2 separate regions of the Mustela erminea genome follow, and region 2 is linked to region 1. A link is a contact called in public Hi-C data. All regions are on one chromosome and are shown on one strand. Each heading gives the region's core, a stretch centred on a gene start, on an enhancer-like site or on the middle of the called end of the contact. The rest is flanking DNA. Distances are from core to core; before and after follow the strand shown. Region 1 holds the start of SMNDC1 (survival of motor neuron-related-splicing factor 30). Region 2 holds the start of SMC3 (structural maintenance of chromosomes protein 3).

What was found. Hi-C and Micro-C count contacts between places; a contact is called where the count stands out from the background.
Region 2: a Hi-C map of spleen shows a contact between it and region 1, with 3 times the contacts expected there. The contact joins the promoter of SMC3 here to the promoter of SMNDC1 in region 1. A contact is called at or near these places in 3 of 3 Hi-C or Micro-C datasets (fibroblasts, skeletal muscle and spleen).

The regions. Positions count from the first base shown.
Region 1 is chr14:72,757,058-72,762,818 of mMusErm1.Pri, forward strand. SMNDC1 (survival of motor neuron-related-splicing factor 30) reads right to left here and starts at 1,946. Exons shown (of 6, transcript XM_032312394.1): 1 at 1,776-1,946; 2 at 447-566. The coding sequence starts at 566. LOC116572929 (a long non-coding RNA gene) reads left to right here and starts at 1,972. Exons shown (of 3, transcript XR_004278555.1): 1 at 1,972-2,533.
Region 2 is chr14:72,963,005-72,969,114 of mMusErm1.Pri, forward strand. SMC3 (structural maintenance of chromosomes protein 3) reads left to right here and starts at 2,454. Exons shown (of 29, transcript XM_032312515.1): 1 at 2,454-2,606; 2 at 3,661-3,736. The coding sequence starts at 2,592.

The sequences.
Region 1 (5,761 bases), core at 696-3,195:
AAATGCTTCTACATTTGTTTTTTTCTAATACCAGTATAGGTAACATTTAATTCCATGTGTTTTCTTTTAGCTACTTCTCAGATTTCCTTTGCCAGATCTTTAAAAATAAAAGCACTCTCTACTGTAAAATTATATGTACCTCTTCTCTAGGTTTGACAGAGACTTAATTCAAATATTTTTAAAAATTCTGTGAACATACAAGATTTACATAAGAACAATGCTTTACTCATTCTGATGCATACGACTGAGGAAGCAACCCTACCACTGCGAGCCATGCGCCCTGTGCACATACACACGCATGTGCACATACACATGCACACACGGGAGGAAAGGAGAAGAAACACTCCCCTCCAAATGGTGCTTTAGCTTCTAAGCAATAAATCATTTGGAAAACAGAGAAATACTTTTTCCAAGCGATGTAACTATTAGTGTCCTCTTATACTTACTTGTAAATCTTTCTTTAATTTTAGCAAATCTTCATTTTCTCCGTTTCCGGACAATGCAGCTTCGACTTGCTGGAGTTGAGCTTTGTAGCTTGCCAGCTGCTTTGCTAGATCCTCTGACATCTGGGGGAAAATAAAAAGGGTAAGACCAGGAAAACAACCAAAAGCACCATAAAAAAATAATTTCCCTGTCTGCCTGACTTAATCCTTACCAGTTTTGCTCCCAACTCCTTCATATAATTCATTGCTGCAACTTAACTCATTACCATTACCTTTACTCTTAGTTCTGAGGAAAGCTGTGAGTCAAATCCAAGCTTCAAGGGAATGGATTCCGCAGATTATAAACTTGTTTTTGTTTCTGTGTGGAATTTATCGGACAACAGCTAAGGCAAAAGGAAAAAGGAGAATTTCTAATCTTCTTTAAACTCCTGTAACAGGGAAGACACTGTATTTGGCTCAATTAACAAGGTTGTTACATCTTCGCCGGGAAAAATTTTTAAAAAGCACTAACCTGCTGGAAAAAATCGAGATTTAAGAAGAAAATATTTCTAAACCCTAACGCAGACTTCCAAAACAAAATATATATGACTTTTGGACTAACTACATAGATAATAATCTCTACATGAACTATTAATTGGTAAGTGTGCTCAGAAGCTCTTCTCCAGAGCAAAAATGTTTCACCGGGTCACTTAAAATATTGCCGATGCAGCGTCTTCATTAACGAAAACGGCACAACCACTGGCCCGTTTAGGCATTCTAAGGAGCGTGCCTTTCACCCAACCTGCCTCATTCTTTTCCGGAAAATAAGATATACCGGAATCCTTTCTCGGTTTGTCAAGACAACACGCGGGGCTTCCGAGGACCCTTCTCTGTCTTACAAGTCCCGTCCAACCACAGCCTGGAATTTGGAAGGGCTCCAAAGGGGCTCGAGTTAAGCCAGGCACCCAACCCCTCAAAGCCCGCCACAACCAGACCTCGGAATTCAAACACAAGCTCCAGAGAAACGGAAAACAAACGGAGCGGACCCCAGCAGCGTCGGAGCCTCACACCCCCAAACGCGCTCCGCAGGGAACCGCTGAGGCTTCCTCAAGAGGCCTCCCCAGCCCTACCCCACCCGACCGGTTTCCCGGGTTAGCCCCGGTCGTCGCTCCTGGCCGCGTTCGGGGCCCCTCAGGGCCCAGCTCTGGGTGGCAGAAGAGGCCGGGCCCCTAAGACTCTTGCCGGCGCCCAGGCCTCTCCAACGCGGCCGGCTCCTCGGCCTCAGGCCTCGGCTTCAACTAGGGAGAGGCCGAGGCCCCGAGGCCCTGCTCTCGCCCTCGCCGGCTTCGTTACCTTGTGTGGGGCTGGGGGTAGGGCGACAGGAAGGGGTCGGGGCAAATGAGCCCAGTAGTGGCGGCGGCAACAGCGGCAGCAGCTGCAGTAGGAAAAATCTCCGCGGTAACAACAAGGCGACTCTGTCCGAAATGGGAGAACTTGGCCGGCGATGGGGGGGGAGGGGAAGAAAGCCGGGCACTGGAAGGAGGAAAAGACAGAAGCGGGTCAAATCTCGCGAGAGGTTAAAAGCCTCGCGAGACGTCGTCCTACCCACGTGATTCCTAGCTGTCGCTGCGCGGCCCACCCTTGTGTTAGGGACGCGGAGTGGGCGGAGCTTCATAGAAAGGAAATGGCGTAGCTAGGTTGCGCCAGGCGCCGGATGTAGGTTTGTGTTATCCCGATTTCGGATGTGAGTGCAGAGTCCTTGACTAATTTGGGAGTGGGTGTTGTTGGGCCCTTCGTGAAGTTCCCAGCAGAGTAACCGCATTTTCCTTCTAAGACTAGCGGTGCTGGGAGGTGGGAGGAACGGAGTTTTAAAGCAACGAGCATACCAGCGGTTGGTTCCCAAGATGTGGTTCCCGCAACTCCTGTATCACCATCGCGCGGTAACTTATTACAAGTGCAGATTCTCAGTCCCTACTCCAGACCTCCTGACTCAGAAACTCGAGGTGGCGCAGCAGCCTGTTTTAACACGCGCCGCAGGTGATACCAATATCTGCTCAAGTTTTAGAGCCATCGCTTTATATAGTAGGAGAAGACTTAGTAGCAATAAAAAGGTAATTGTGGCAGAACCTGTTGGAGCGAAGGTTGATTTATTTAAAACCTATTTTGTTAGACCCTGCTTGGTTTTAATAGCGTAAATTATATAGGTTAATCTCCCCTGATAGGAAACCATCTCCAGGTTATGTTGTCTTGAACGATAAGCAGAGTGATGTGAATACTTTATGTTTAAAAAGAAATGTATGTGGGGCGCCTGGGTGGCTCCGTGGGTTAAAGCCGCTGCCTTCGGCTCAGGTCATGATCCCAGGGTCCTGGCATCGAGCCCCACGTCGGGCTCTCTGCTCCGCAGGGAGCCTGCTTCCTCCTCTCTCTCTGCCTGCCACTCTGCCTACTTGTGATTTCTCTCTCTGTGTCAAATAAATAAAATCTTAAAAAAAAAAAAAAGCAATGTATGTTTGTAATAATATATATTCTCTGGGCAGATGCATAAACCTGTCTAGAGATTTGGAATAGAAGCCAAATGTTTTCACTGGTTATATTTTTCACTGTTTACCCTTTCCAAATTTTTCCATACATATATCATTTTTTCCAATTAAAAATATGAAATCCTGTGACAGAGGCTACACGAATACCTGGAAGGAACCTTCTTTAGGGGGTCGGGGTATGTTGCTGGACCCCTAAGAAGGCCCTCCTCTCAGATGGGCTCTTTTGGACTGTGACATCTTGCTCTGATGCCCTCTTGCTTTTTTGAAGGGACCTTCCCTTCTCTAAATACACAAACATAGATGGAAACTAGATTAGGTTTGTGATCATTGGTGTGGCAATTTGGAAGAACTGAAATGCTGCAGAGGGCAGCAGTGTGTAGCTAAAATTAAGAGTCAAAACAGACCAGAAAGGATGTGCTTCCTTAACATGGTAGAAGTTTGTTCAAAATATAATGTAGTTTTTAAAAACTGCACTTATTCTAATTGTGTATTTAAAGAACAAATGCCAGGAAGATCTTCCTTGAATATAAGGTATATTTTGCAGTTGTGTAAAAATCTTTCACTTAAGGGAACTTTTTTTTTTGTTTGTTTATTTATTTCAGTAATCTTTACACCCAGTGACGGGCTGAACTCACAACCCTGAGATCAAGAATTGCATGCTCTTCCGACTGAGCCAGCCAGGCACCCCTCAAATAGGAGAACTCTTAATGAACCACCTCCAGACAGAGAGAGAGGAAAGTATTTATTATAAGCTCATGTATGGATTTCTATATCATCTTGACAGCTTTTATTTTCAGGATTGCTTTTAATCTCTAACTCCTCTGTACAACATGGATTGTATTTGGTGGGGAAAAAACAATATAGTTTTAATTTTAATTCTCATAAAGAAATAACAGTTGTATATACCAGATGACATTCTAAGCGCTTCACATATACTCATTTAATTTCACAGTGGTTCAAAAGCTATTAGAGACAAAATTGGAGCAAGTATAAACTTTGACTAAGAGTGATGTTTCAAATAAATGTTCAGACTTACCACCTTCACTGAGTGTGAAAATCTACTCAGTGTCTAATTTTTCTTAAAATGTTCTCATTCAAATTTGATCATGCTTATTCTTCAAAAAGAGCAGTATCTAAAACCTCTAGTTTTAAAACCTGGTATCTATTTTATTGAAACCTAGTAGGTAAATAACATTTGAAGACTCCTAATTGTTATTAGAATATAAGCTATTGCCTTTAATTACTAAAGAAAATTAAAATATAGCAGCTTCTTTTGGAAATGTGCCAACCCACTGCAGAGTACAAGAGTATGCAACAATTTATTGGTTAAATGACAGATTGAAAGATTTATTTATTTAAGAGAGAGTGAGAATGCGTGTAGAGGTGGGGCAGGGAGGGAAGAGCAGAGGGAGAGGAACAAGCTGACTCCACTGAGTGTGGGACCTGACTCAGGGCTTCATCCCAAGACCCTGAGACCATGACTTGAGCCAAAATCAAGAGCCAGTCGCTCAAATGATGAAGCAACCCAGGAGCTCCAAGAGATTACATCTTTATTTAGTTTAGCTTTTATTGCCTTCCCTCCTGACTAAAAGTGGGACCAGATTTGCCCACATTTTTTGCGATCTTGACAAATGCCTAAGATGATGAATTAGAGATGTGTATATCATCATAATAACTGCTTGTACCTTTGCCCTCTTTAGTCATAATAGGTGTTTTGAATGTTTGCATGGAGAATTGCCACAGGGCAAGCTACTGGCTTTTGTACTTATTGAGTGTTTTTGCACACAGTGGATTGAAAATACACCCTGAGGTGATTCTTGGGTGTCATCATTCATTTAAAGGTGACGGAAAAACACCCTTAAATGGATGCTGTCCAGTGCAGGTGCTTATCAGTCATAGCAGTCTGGCTTGTCCACTTTTATTTGCACCGCCTTGCTTGTCTCGGGATGTGCATTTTCAGCTATTTCTGTGTTTTACATGTACCACTAAAGAACTGAAAACATACCACCAAAAAGAGAAAGCAGGATTCCTTCAGTTTGAAAAAGATTATAACCTAAGTCTTTACAGGGATCAGAAATGGCAGTCATTCAAAGTTCTTTAGACATATTTAGAAATGGTGTTTAATAATAGTCTTATGTGTATTCTTAGTGGGATATACTCTGAGGGCAAAAAGCACAACAACAACAAAAAAATCTCAGATGTCACAGATTTATTCTAATAGTACTATTGGCAATGCAACTTTGAAACTTTTTAGGTATACTATAAAGTGAATAATACATGTTAGAAATCTAGGAGAAAAGAAATGAAAAATATAAAATAAAAGAAGGTTTAGGGGGAAGTTCTCTGATGTTAAATTTGAATTAGGGTTTATTTGTGTATATTTCTTAGAAGAATATATATAATTTCTCCCAATGGAGGGTCCCCATATCTTGATATCTAGATCCCTTTGTCCACAAAAGAAACCGTATTTCTTGGAGAAATGGTTGTTTTCAGGTCTGAGGCCCAGAAAATACAAAAGTACAAAGGTGAGCCTCGATTACCTTGCCAGAAAGCAAGGAAGTACCCCCAAAACTATAGGATTAAGTGAAGGGTCACAGAATCAAGTTTGACTCTTTTGGCCAAATGTGAGTCAAGCTGGGCTAAACAGAATAATGACTATGATAGATGAGCAAAGCATTGAATACATTTTTAAAGTTCCTAAGTCTAGGGGCGCCTGGGTGGCTCAGTGGGTTAAGTCGCTGCCTTTGGCTCAGGCCATGATCTCAGGGTCCTGGGATCGAGTCCCGCGTCGGGCTCTCT
Region 2 (6,110 bases), core at 1,204-3,703, 210 kb after region 1:
CTTTGCTGCCCACCTCTCTGTCTACCTCTTCATTCTTCAAAGTGTCTGATGCAGGCACCAACAGAGAAAAAAAATCCTGCAATGGTATAAAGTGTTTAGTCTTGGCTTTTGGGGCATGGTACCTAAAAAGGTTTCCTCCCAAGTTTTTTCCCTAAGGAAATCTGGCAATGTCTCCTATATATCCATGAGGGAGGCAATAAAAGATTTTGTCTTTCTTTCGAGTCTCATCTTCCCATAAATGCTATAGTTCTATCTTGCTTGGATAAGAATTTTCTAGGTTTTCTCTTAGGTGATTTGGGACTTCACAGTACCAGGAGTCACCAAGAGAAAACTATAATTTGGGATCATCTCTGCTGTGTTAGTTCTATCTTTTGGGGACCATAACAACTGAAAATGAGTGATAATAATATTTCCTTCCTGATCGTTGGATTGGAAGGTACCCATAGAAAATCTTTCTAACCTGAGAATAAAGATAGATAGGGCACACATTAAAGAATCTTTTTTAAGAGGTTGGGAGAAATAACTTAGAGATAGATAAAATCAGTCTGTGATCCCTTCCTGGGATGATAAAAGACTGTGAACTGACAATAGCTTAGAGTCAAAGCTTTATTTTGGAATGTCTTAACAATGGAGGGGGTATAAAGATGAGAATGAAAAAGTAGGGTCTTATCTTGTGTGTACTTGGCCCTTGCCCTATACTTCACCTTCACTGTCCTTGGGAGTCTTTATTGCTGCAGATATTGTAAACTGAGTTTAACATTTATGAGAAAAGGTCTACAGCATCAGGATTTTTTTTTTTAAAGATTTTATTTATTTATTTGACAGAGAGAGATCACAAGTAGATGGAGAGGCAGGCAGAGAGAAAGAGAGAGAGGGAAGCAGGCTCCCCGCCAAGCAGAGAGCCCGATGCGGGACTCGATCCCAGGACCCTGAGATCATGACCTGAGCCGAAGGCAGCGGCTTAACCCACTGAGCCACCCAGGCGCCCCCAGGATTTTTTGAAATATGGTCAGGGGGCACCTGGGTGGCTCAGTGGGTTAAGCCTTTGCCTTTAGCTCAGGTCATGATCTCCATCCCCTGGGTTCGAGCCCCGCATCGGTCTCTCTGCTCACTGGGTAGCCTGCTTCCTCCTCTCTCTCTGCCTGCCTCTCTGCCTGCTTGTGATCTCTGTCAAATAAACAAATAAATAAATCTAAAAAAAAAAAAAAAAAGAAAGAAATATGGTCAGAAGTCTGGGCGAAATATAATTGGGTCCTCTCCTTAGGCGTCATTAAGCTGAAATCAAGATGTCAGCCAGACTGCAATTTCATAAAAGCCTCAGGGGCACACATCTCCACAGTTTTAGTAAATATAATTATTTTATACATTCTATTTTTATTCTAAAAATGAAATGTTTTTATCATCCTCATATTATAGAATAGGAAATGGAAATTTTGAACTTTATTAATCTGCCTACAATCCCACAGAAATTGAGAGTGTAGAGACACTAATCTAGGAGAAATATTTAAGATTTTTTTTTTTTAAACACCCAGAGCTGGAAAGGATTTGACTCTGCCAGCACCAAGGGGGTGCTGACAAGGATGAAGTTAGCCGGCTCTTAAAAATAGTTCAATCTAGAAATAATTAGGGCTGGAACAGCCCACAGCAGCGGGAGGGGCAGCAAGGATCACCAACTTAAACGGCAGGTAATTTTACAGCTGCCCAGAGATCCAGCTTAACTACATTAAATTTTCCCCATAAGACTCATCAGATTAGATGCATCTAGGGTGCTGCTAGCACCTAGTATCTTTCAGGCTGTTAAAGCAATAAAAGAGCTTTTACTCTTATCTAAATTTCTTTTTGTTGCAATTGTCCATGTCTGACTAGATTTACAGTAAATGGCAAAGTAGTAACAGCTCCCAGGGTATTAATTACCACGTTATTAAAACAAATTTTCAAGCGTCAGGCCCTTCCCTGTGCTGCGAGCGTGCCGTCCCGAGCCTGCAGGGGCCGTCCTAAGTTTACACAAGCTCCCGGAGCGAGCAAGAATAAACAGAGCAACAAGGATTCCACCCGGCGAACCCCACAAGCTCCCAGGACTCCGCAGGTTCGAGCGCGGGTAAGCATTTTTAAACAGCCAGAGATCACGTGGCCACCGGCAAGCTCCGCCACTGGCCCTCGGGCTCTCACACTTGGCTTTGGCGCCGAACCTTTACGCCCTTGTGGATGCAACCATTGGCTCCGCTCTCGGAGGGCATACGGGCCAAACTCACGATCAAGGCTTTTATGAACGAAGCTTCCGACTAATTCTCAGGAAAAGTTCAGCAACAAATTGAACAATCAAATGAAACCCACTGGGGGACGCCGTCGAAGGCTCTTTTTGTCAAAAGGAAAAGAGAAGACCCGACCCTGACTCCCCCTACGCTCTCCAGGGGCCGCGAGGATGGTTCCGTCTAAGGCGCGGACTCCGCCTCCACGGGCGCCGCCATTTTGTTTGGCTGGACGGGAGCGAGCGACGCTTTGGGGGAGGGGTCTCATAGGCGCCTTACTGGACCCCACGGCCGCGCTGTAGCTTCTCGCGGGGAGTCCTCCCTGGTGAGGGCCGTGGAACCATGTACATAAAACAGGTGAGGCCTGTGCGCCCCGCCCACCCCCTTACGGGCCTCTGAGGACCGCTCCATGAGGCAGGGGTGTCCCGGTGCGACCCGCGGCCTCCCGCCTCCCGGCGGGGTTGACCCAGAGCTGGACGCGGGCTGCGGGGGAGGGGAGAGGCCCCGCCCCGCGGGCGCAGGGGCCGCAGAGGATCGGGGCGCCCTCCTGCAGCGCGCTCGTCCGAGGGAGCCGTCTTTCCGAGACGTTTAGAGGGAGCGGGCCTTCCTGGGTGGGCCGGGGGCGGGCTGGGGGCCCCGAGCTGGCTGGGGGCCGCGCCGGGGGCTGCAGCGGCGGGGCGGGCGGCCGCGTTGTCCTCTCGCCCCGCGCCGCCCATTTGCATGGGTGTATGGAGAGGTGGCCTCCCCGGCCCGGAGACGCCCCTGGGGGGCTCAGATTGGGGTGTCAGCGTAACCCGGGGTCTTTGTCCCCGAATTAATGGGGACGTGAAAGGGACCCTCTTCCTGCAGAATCTGTAGCGCCGCCTCGTTCTCTTGTTTACTTCTGTCAAAATGGTCTTCCCGCGCGAGAGTCCACCGCGGAGATGAGCCCATCCACGCTCTTGGAGAGAAGTTTCTCCACGGGATGCGTTGGGCTTGAAGCGCCCCTTCCTTGGAACGGCTCCTTACCTTGGCGGGCGGGTGGGTCCGAAAGAAGCGCCCACTGCTCTTGGAGTAAGGGAAGCCGGGGCCAGGCCGCCCGCTGGACACGTTTTGCTTAAAGCAGTGTCCTGCTGAGCGTCCGCACGAACCTTCTACGAGGTACTTGATTCTGAGAGTTCCTTACCAGGCTCCTGATGGTTAACTCCTAAAAAACCGCGCTGTCCGTCGTTACTGATAAACGGACTGTTGTTGTTTTGAAGATTTTTAATCACCCTCCTCCAGCAGGAGTTTCTCTCGTAAGAAATGGAAGGTTCTCTGTCTTGCATTAAAGGAGAAACCCCCCGAAAAGAGAAGAGCCAAGGAGAAATGTTTAGGAGTTGCGTCTTTTAGTATGTATTCTCTGAAAGGTATCTTTTTTTTAATTTACTAGGTTATTATCCAGGGTTTTCGGAGTTACAGAGATCAAACAATTGTAGATCCCTTCAGTTCAAAACATAATGTTATCGGTAAGTGTTGATGGTTTGCAAAATCAGATTTATGTGTAGAGAGCCATTTAAATTCTGTCTGGGCTTGAGGAAAGAGGAATTGGCTTTGAATATTACATGAATTTATACTTACTATTTCTGTATGAAATAGCATGTCTTGGGGTGCCTGGGTGGCTCCGTGGGTTAAAGCTTCTGCCTTTGGCTTGGATCATGATCTCAGGTCCTGGGATGGAGCCCCGTTTAGCATCGGGCTCTCTGCTTGGCAGGGAGCCTGCTTCCTCCTCTCTCTCTGCCTGCCTCTCTGCCTACTTGTGATCTCTGTCAAATAAATAAATAAAATCTTTAAAAAAAAAAAAGAAAGAAAGAAAGAAATAGCATGTCTTCTATCTGCTCTGAGGAATTGCTTATTTTATGCATTTAAAATATTTGCATAAGGTGATCACTAGTTACTCATTTTTATTTAGCCTGGTATGTATGAAAGTGTGGCTTTACAGCGAATGACACTAAATTTAGCATTTGAGCTGTTCTGTTGTTGATATGTCATTTCTTAATTAAAAAGCCCACGGTTTCCTTATTTCAAAGATGGCCATTATTTATTTACAAATTAGATTGTTCTCAGAGTTGTTTTTTTTTTTTTCTGTCATACTATTTAAGGTCACACCATGCAGCAGCTTGGTAGAAAAAGCATAAACTTTAGAGCATAACAGAATGGCTTTCCAATCCTGGTTCTGATACATTTTCAAACTTGACTCCCTGAGGGGTTTGTAAAGTGGAGCTAATGATACTCATCTTACATGGCTGTTGGAAAAATTAAATGAGAAAGTATATGTGTAATTTCTCTCTGCCAAATAAATAAATAAAATCTTTAAAAAAAAAAAAAAAAAGAAAGTATATGTGTGAGGGTAAAGAGCTACAATGATTATTGTTCTGCAATACAGTGTTTAGTTTAAAGACTCTTCAGGTGATACTCTCCATTTTTTGCTGATAGAGCCAGCGAAGGTGTTTCTTGAAGTTCTGCTGAATTTTTAAAGGCCAGAAGAAACTGTTACAAATAGACGTCTATACATTGTCCTCCTTGGCGTGGTTTATTGGTATATTAGACTGCTAGGTCTACCATTAAATATAGACTAAGTGGCTTAAACAATTTATTTTATGACTGTTTTGGAAATTCAGGGCCATGATTAAGGTGCCGGCACAGTCACATTCTGGAAGTCACCATCTTCATCATCATGCTCATGTGACCTCTTTGGTTCTCTCTGCGTCTTCCTTATTAGAACACTAATTCCATCATGAAGGCTCCCCCCTCACAACCTCACCTGATGCTGATTATCTCCCAAAGGCCCCTATCTCCAAATACCAGGCATTTGGAATTAGGACTTCCAGCATATGATTGGGACAGGGGAGTGGCACAATTCAGTCTGTCTCACTTGGTAAGGTGAGACTCATATGGAGATCAGTCAAGGGCAAACATTATTTTGAAATAAATATTAAATTTAAAAAATTGAGGGTAAGAATGTCAACTACAGTTAAAAAAAAAAAAAAAACTGAGGGCAAGAAGAAAACCTACCCTCAGTACATCACTTGTTGCTTGTAGTTGGGAATAATGGAAACATTTTCCCCCTCCTGTACCTGTTGAATAGTTAAGTTAATTGGTGTGTTATAAGGATAGATTTACCAAATATTTTGCTTATATCTTGATTCTAAGTGCCTTCTGATTTTCATCAACGAGAAAATCTTTAGAAATGGAGAAAAATGAATAATTACTAGGTTTATATTTTTTCTTTACAGGTTAAAAGTAGATGAATATCTTAATTATATCAATGTTATAATTTTATAAATGAGCTATAAAATGATACCATTATTACCTATGATGATTAGATTATGTCTGTAGGATCTATCAAATATTTTTGTTTTAGTTATTATCAAACAGCTGTTTATTGCTTTGTATGCAACATTAGGGTTGTTAATAGTTATAGTTACAAAGGAGATTGTCTTAGTGTTCTTTCTTTTGTTTGTTTTAACAAGCCTAATAGGATTTTACTGCTTAAACATGTTTTAAAAACAGGTACCTTAATATAAGAAAGATTCAAAGTAGTATAGACTGAGATTGACATTAAGAATACTCTATGAAAGCGTACTACTTTTGTTATTTAATGATTTTGACTTTGAAGATTGGAAGGCAGATATCTCTTGTGGTGATGTTTGAATCTCTTGTTTGAATAGTTGAATGATGTCTGAATGTACTAAGCATATACCTTTTTAAGGTTAGCTTTTTTGTAACTTTTTAACAGAAGAAATAATATGTTAATTATAGAACATTATGGAAGAGTTTAAAAGCTAAAAGGAAGAAAAAAAAAACACTAATCTTGCCCAGAAATAGCCATTCTTAATATTG